Linked DNA regions of Rattus norvegicus: region 2 is linked to region 1. The links are chromatin contacts, called in public Hi-C maps. All regions are on one chromosome and are shown on one strand. Each heading gives the region's core, a stretch centred on a gene start, on an enhancer-like site or on the middle of the called end of the contact. The rest is flanking DNA. Distances are from core to core; before and after follow the strand shown.

What was found. A called contact is a pair of places that touch in the nucleus more often than the background predicts.
Region 2: a Hi-C map of the A7r5 cell line shows a contact between it and region 1, with 2.3 times the contacts expected there. The contact joins two enhancer-like sites. A contact is called at or near these places in 2 of 12 Hi-C or Micro-C datasets (the A7r5 cell line and Schwann cells).

Annotation. Positions count from the first base shown.
Region 1 is chr1:4,323,161-4,325,860 of GRCr8, reverse strand. No RefSeq gene overlaps it. Among named protein-coding and RNA genes, the nearest start is that of Tab2, 79 kb to the right of the region's middle. Within about 2 kb of position 1,425, at least 4 of the 93 cell types and tissues checked have an H3K27ac peak or open chromatin away from gene starts, as enhancers often do. A contact at or near this core is called in the A7r5 cell line, where this site is marked.
Region 2 is chr1:4,475,398-4,478,097 of GRCr8, reverse strand. No RefSeq gene overlaps it. Among named protein-coding and RNA genes, the nearest start is that of Tab2, 230 kb to the right of the region's middle. Within about 2 kb of position 1,362, at least 2 of the 93 cell types and tissues checked have an H3K27ac peak or open chromatin away from gene starts, as enhancers often do. A contact at or near this core is called in the A7r5 cell line, where this site is marked.

The sequences.
Region 1 (2,700 bases), core at 176-2,675:
CTGAAGCCTCACAAATCTGAGAGTTGTGACTTTTCTGTCCCTCGGCCTAAGTCTCTGGTTCCCCTGATTGTCGGGTGGGGGTCTTGAGCCTTGTGCCTTAAAAGGACCGGGGAGCTGGCTTATAGTTCAATTTCAGATTAGCAATAGACGTTCGGTAGATTAAGTGCGTGGGGGAAAGGGCTACAGACTTTAAAATTAACAGTATCAGCTTCCTGAGCTGGAGACTGGAGCCAAGCTCACTGATCCATGCGATGGTTGGCTCCAGTTCCTGAACGATAAGCTAATCAATTGTTCTAACCAGCCGCAATCCATCCAGCACAGGGACCTCGGCAAGCTGAATGATTCTGTAGCTCTTTGCCCTATGAGGCTATGATGCAGATGGGCTGTAGTGAACAGAGGGTCTACTTTTGTTCTGCCTTCCTGTTAATACACTGGCATTCACAGGAAAGGTTGGGAAACGGCCTTAAATGTGTTGGCAGGATCAGGTGGATCCTGGCATTTCGGGAGAACTGAAAGCAGGGTCCTTCCTGGGTGTACTGGCTGCCCTTACCTTTTTGGCAAGAGAGCAAAGAACCGTAGGAGGGAATCAGAGCTCACTCCCTGGACAAGGCAGCCCGCTTTCAACTGATGATCACAGAAGGAAGGAAAGCCTTTGTGAGTTAGAAGGCAAACCTCTTTGCCGTCAGGACACTTAGGCTGTATCCTAGGTGGCCACTCTAGCCTTGAAGCTTTAGCAAGGCAATTCATGTGCTTCTGGGCTTTTATGTTTGTATCTGAGGAATGTTGAGGCACGAGAACAAACTGTAGACAATGACTCCCTTATACTGTACATGGAGAGGGCCGGGGAGATGATGATTAATGACCACATGCCTTGTGAACTTGAGCAGTAACCACTTGAATGCCAAAGACTTTAGGAAACGGGTAGAAAAGGTGGTTAGGAAAGAGCCTGCCCCTTTCGGTTGTATGCGGATGAAATTAGATGCTTGACTGCATTTTGCAAGCTGTCTGCAAAGGTGTAAGTCACTGATCTGTTATTTGTTTTAATTTCCCTTCAAGTTAAATCTCAACTTGATTTGAGAATGATGCTTGAAGGAAGCTTAATACATTTTAAATACCTTTTCTCTATAATATTGACAGACTGAGGAGAATACTTAATACAATTCTGAATGAGAAAAGAAAAGAAGGAGAACATGAATATTTCTAAAGAATGTAGAAGATTTTTAGTGCAGATATAAAGGGGAAAGCAGGCATAGTGAAGAGTCCAGGCTGAACACTGTCAGTAGACTAAACAGGACCATGAGAGAAGAGAAGGGGAGAGAGAACAAGAGAGTAGCCACAGAAGAAGAAAGGCATTCTGGGCCAAGAAACCAAGAGACCGGGTCAGCAAAAATGGCTGTTGCACAGGGATCGGGCTGGGGGAAAGGACACAGAAGCCTGGCCCCTGGGAGGGAGGGGCTTAGGAGAGGGGGCGGGGTTAGAAGTGTTGGAAGGAGCTACCAGTACGGAATGAAACCTGTCCCGAGTTTCTTTGAGACCTAACAAATACATGCATCTGATTTCTCTTGGAAGAAAAAGAATTGAAGTAAGCTAAGATGGAGTTCCTATGTTATAGTTTTAAGCCATGTGTGAAACTCTCGTTTGGAAAGTCGGTAAGTGGGGAGAAGTTAAAAAGGTGTTTCTGGTCCTCTGTAGGAAACTCATGTATCTTGGGGAGGGAAGGACATTTAGACCTCTTCTTCTAACCGACATTTCTCAGCTTGGGAAAAGGCACAAAGAAGCAAGGAGCAACTGGCCCTTACACAGAGTAGGGGAGAGGGTTGTCAGTTCTGGACCAGGGCTCCCTGTACTGTATTCCTGGACAGAGGATGGCAGCTGGGACACATGTTGGTCCCAACCAGACAGAGATGTTGAAGGGAGGAGGAGGAAAAAGGGGGGGAAGCATGGTAGGGATAAAAAGAACAATGGGAGAAGTATGCTGTGGGGATGGGGCACATGAGGTGGACCTCCCTGGGCCAGTGGTCCACACACAGAGCTGGAAGCCTGGAAGCACAATGAATCCTGTGAGATGAGGAGGATCCATGCTCTCCCAAGAGGGATGAATCCCTACACTGGATTGCCTTGTAAGCGACTTCAGAATAAAACAAGTCCAAGAATACATGTCTTGTATCCTGTCCCCTGCTTAAGGGTTCACAGTTAACTAGCAGGTATTGCCTCCTCCTGTCCCAACACATAGTAGAGCTTTGGGGCAGCTTCATACATTCTGTAGTACACAGTATACCTACCTAGCCTTATACTCTATGCCTGAATAGCTAGGTACTTATGGAAGAACATTAACCTGAGCGTATGGGGAGAGCTCATAAGAACAAATAAAAAAGTAAAAATAGCCAATAAACTAGTAAATGAGACAGTGACTGCCTGGCAACAAGTCAGTAAAACGGCTTCTCCAGTAGCTGGGGCTACTAACATGGCGACAAAAATCTCAGCATACAGGCAAGTTCCTCTCACCGCCTCACCGTCCCAGCTCTACACTTCCTTGGGTGGATTCCTTCTAACAAGAACGCCCACAAGTCTCACCTCCAGAGAGTAGCAAGCCAACCTGGCTTTACCCCTTACAGAGTTGGCCAGGACCAAGCAACCAGCTCCTACCTTTATGTCTAATTGGCACACATAAATACCACAGTAGAATCATGCATCTGTCTC
Region 2 (2,700 bases), core at 113-2,612, 150 kb before region 1:
CAGATAATACTCGAAGTACATTTTCAAGGGACACAAAGATGCTATGTTCATAACTGCTAAATATGGCACCAATAAGGAAACATCCTCTGCGGGGTTCGAACTGCCGCCCAGTGGGATGGCTGGGCCATGTGAGGGTAGATCCAAAGCGGGAAAGCCACTCTACCCTTGGTGCAGATCTGTTTTATCCTAGCCGAAAAATAGGAAAACATTCCCAAAGCCTGCGTTACGTTCTGATGGAATGCAGAAACAGCCGTGCTCAGGAACACAGACAGGTTCCCAGACTTCTTAACGCTGGGACCCTAGAAACAGTCCCTCACGGGGTGGTGACCCCCACCATGAACGGATTTCATTGCTACTTCACAGCTGTGCTACTGTTATAAATCACAATTTAAATATCTGATATGCAGGATATCGGATATGTGATACCCTCCCCCCCAAAAAGGGGATCACAACCCACGGGTCAAAAAGCTTGTGTGAGTCTAAATCCATCTCCCTATTTTTCATTGTTTACTAGAGACAAGCTAATGTGGGATGTTTATTTTACCCCAAAGGCAATGAGGAGCCTTGGACATTTCAGAACAGAAAAGTCACCGGAAGTAACTGCTTTTCCTTTCTCGGAGTTAATTAGTAGGTTAGGTGATTGTCCTCGTTCCCACCTTATTGTCTTCTCTACAGTTTCTGATTTCTAAGCAGCCCCTAGGGCTCTTCATCACTGCCTTCTGTCAGCTTGCGCAATGGCCATCACTCAGGAAATGAGACTGAGTGAACTCTGCCTCCTGCTGGCTTAACGGACTAGGGAATTGCAAAGGCAAACTCACCTTGTGCACTTATGCGCTGTGCAGGGGAGGAAAGACAGAAGGCAGAAACTGAGGCTGCTGGGAGACGGATTTCCATGAGCGGTAAACTGTTCTTTCAAATCATCTATTGAACCAAATAGGGCAAGCAGACTAAGTGGCATTAACTCAGTCTTTCCAGCTTGAGAAGCAGCATACAGGAAATGCCTGTGTGCGAGAGCCGACCAGCATAGGCCAAAGACCAACAGGGGCAGAAGACTCATTGCCGGATGTTCGAGTGATAAGATCCCTCCTCCCACCTTTGTTTTACTGTCCTTTATGGTGGGCTGGGCTCCCAGTGGCCATCTTACCTCTGTAGCCATAAGCCGCTAAGACCCAATTCCCCTCTACTCAGCTCCTGAGGACAACATACATCTAAAATCTTCTACAGGCAACATGACATAGAAGAGGAAAGTGGAGCAGTTCGGCTCTAATTTTCTCTCCCCAAAATGCACAGAGTTTCTTTGTTTTTGCCCCACCACCCCACCTTAACACATGCCTTTTCTGGCCATCTAATTCCTTTTCTCTTTCAGGAATCATTACTTGACTCCGGGCAAGCATGTACAGACAGCAGAGCACTGACTCACAACAGTCAGCGAAGTGATTTATTTCATTGCTGTAGCCAAGATGAAGGGTCAAAGGTCATCCTCTCACGGCGGGGGAGGGTGGGGGTGAGGGTGGGGGTGGGGTAGGTACAGACCTGTTGGCGTGGAACTCACCCAAAAGCAAACATGTGACTTTAGGATCCCAAGGGCCAGCCTCAAACACACTGTAACTAATTGTTTACAGAGTTACATCCTAGAAAAGTAAACGTTAGATCTATCTTACCGCCCTCATGCCCAGTCTTTAACTTGTCCACCAGTTCTCTTGCCGAAGCCATTAGAAGCTATGAGGCTTCCAGAGTTATAAATGCATTAGTCAGTTAACCCCTGATGATGGTAGACATCAGCCAATGTCTGGGCCTTAATATACATTCGTTTTCAATGTAACATCGAAAGGTGCTAAATTGTATATAGTTCTTAATTATGTTTTAGAATCTGGACACTGACAATACAATGCAAATATACTGCACTGGATATCTTAAGAATTGGAGGTAAATTTTTAGTTTAACATAATCATTATATGATTGCATAGCACCCTAATATGTTTGAAAATGTTGTCGTGTATGTTCTATCAAACTCAGATGTAGTCAGTTTTGTGGCTTAGGAAACTACAGAGAGGCAAAAGGTTTATACTGTCATGTTGTCACACAGTTGTAGTAGAATTAGTTCTAGAATCCCCCCTGTTTAAATACCGTTTGCCTTCCTTCTATATGAATTAAGCTGCCAATGTGCCAGAAATTTTCATTTTTCTTTAGTCATGGAACATAACTTCAGAGTTCACTAGCAAGCTGGTGGGAGTCTAGCATTCGAACTCTTGGCCTAGAGCTCAATGGAACAGCAAGACAGCCAGAGGGAGGCTCAGCCCTCAACCTGCACAAAACCGAACTGTAAGAAACAATAACTCCTTGTTTGGGATTCTGTTTTTTTTTTTTTTTTAAGTCTAATTGCAGAAGATAACCTGGCCTAAGGTTTCACCTGGTGTGGTCTTTCCCTCTTGCCATCACTTTAGCACAATTCTTAGTCTTGAGGAGGTAAAGGGAAAAAGAAAAACAAGAACATCAGTATGTCTGGATTAAGACAAAGGTTCATTGAGTAGAAATAAGAAAAATGTTCCTTCTCCCACTTGCAGATCAAAGTGAAATACTTGGGGTCAGAATATTGGGTGGAAAAGCGCCGGCCAGCATGGGTGGGGGTTGAGTGTGGGAGGGGTGGGAGATGAAGGAGGACGGATATCACGATGACCTTTATCCCATTTACCTCCTCCC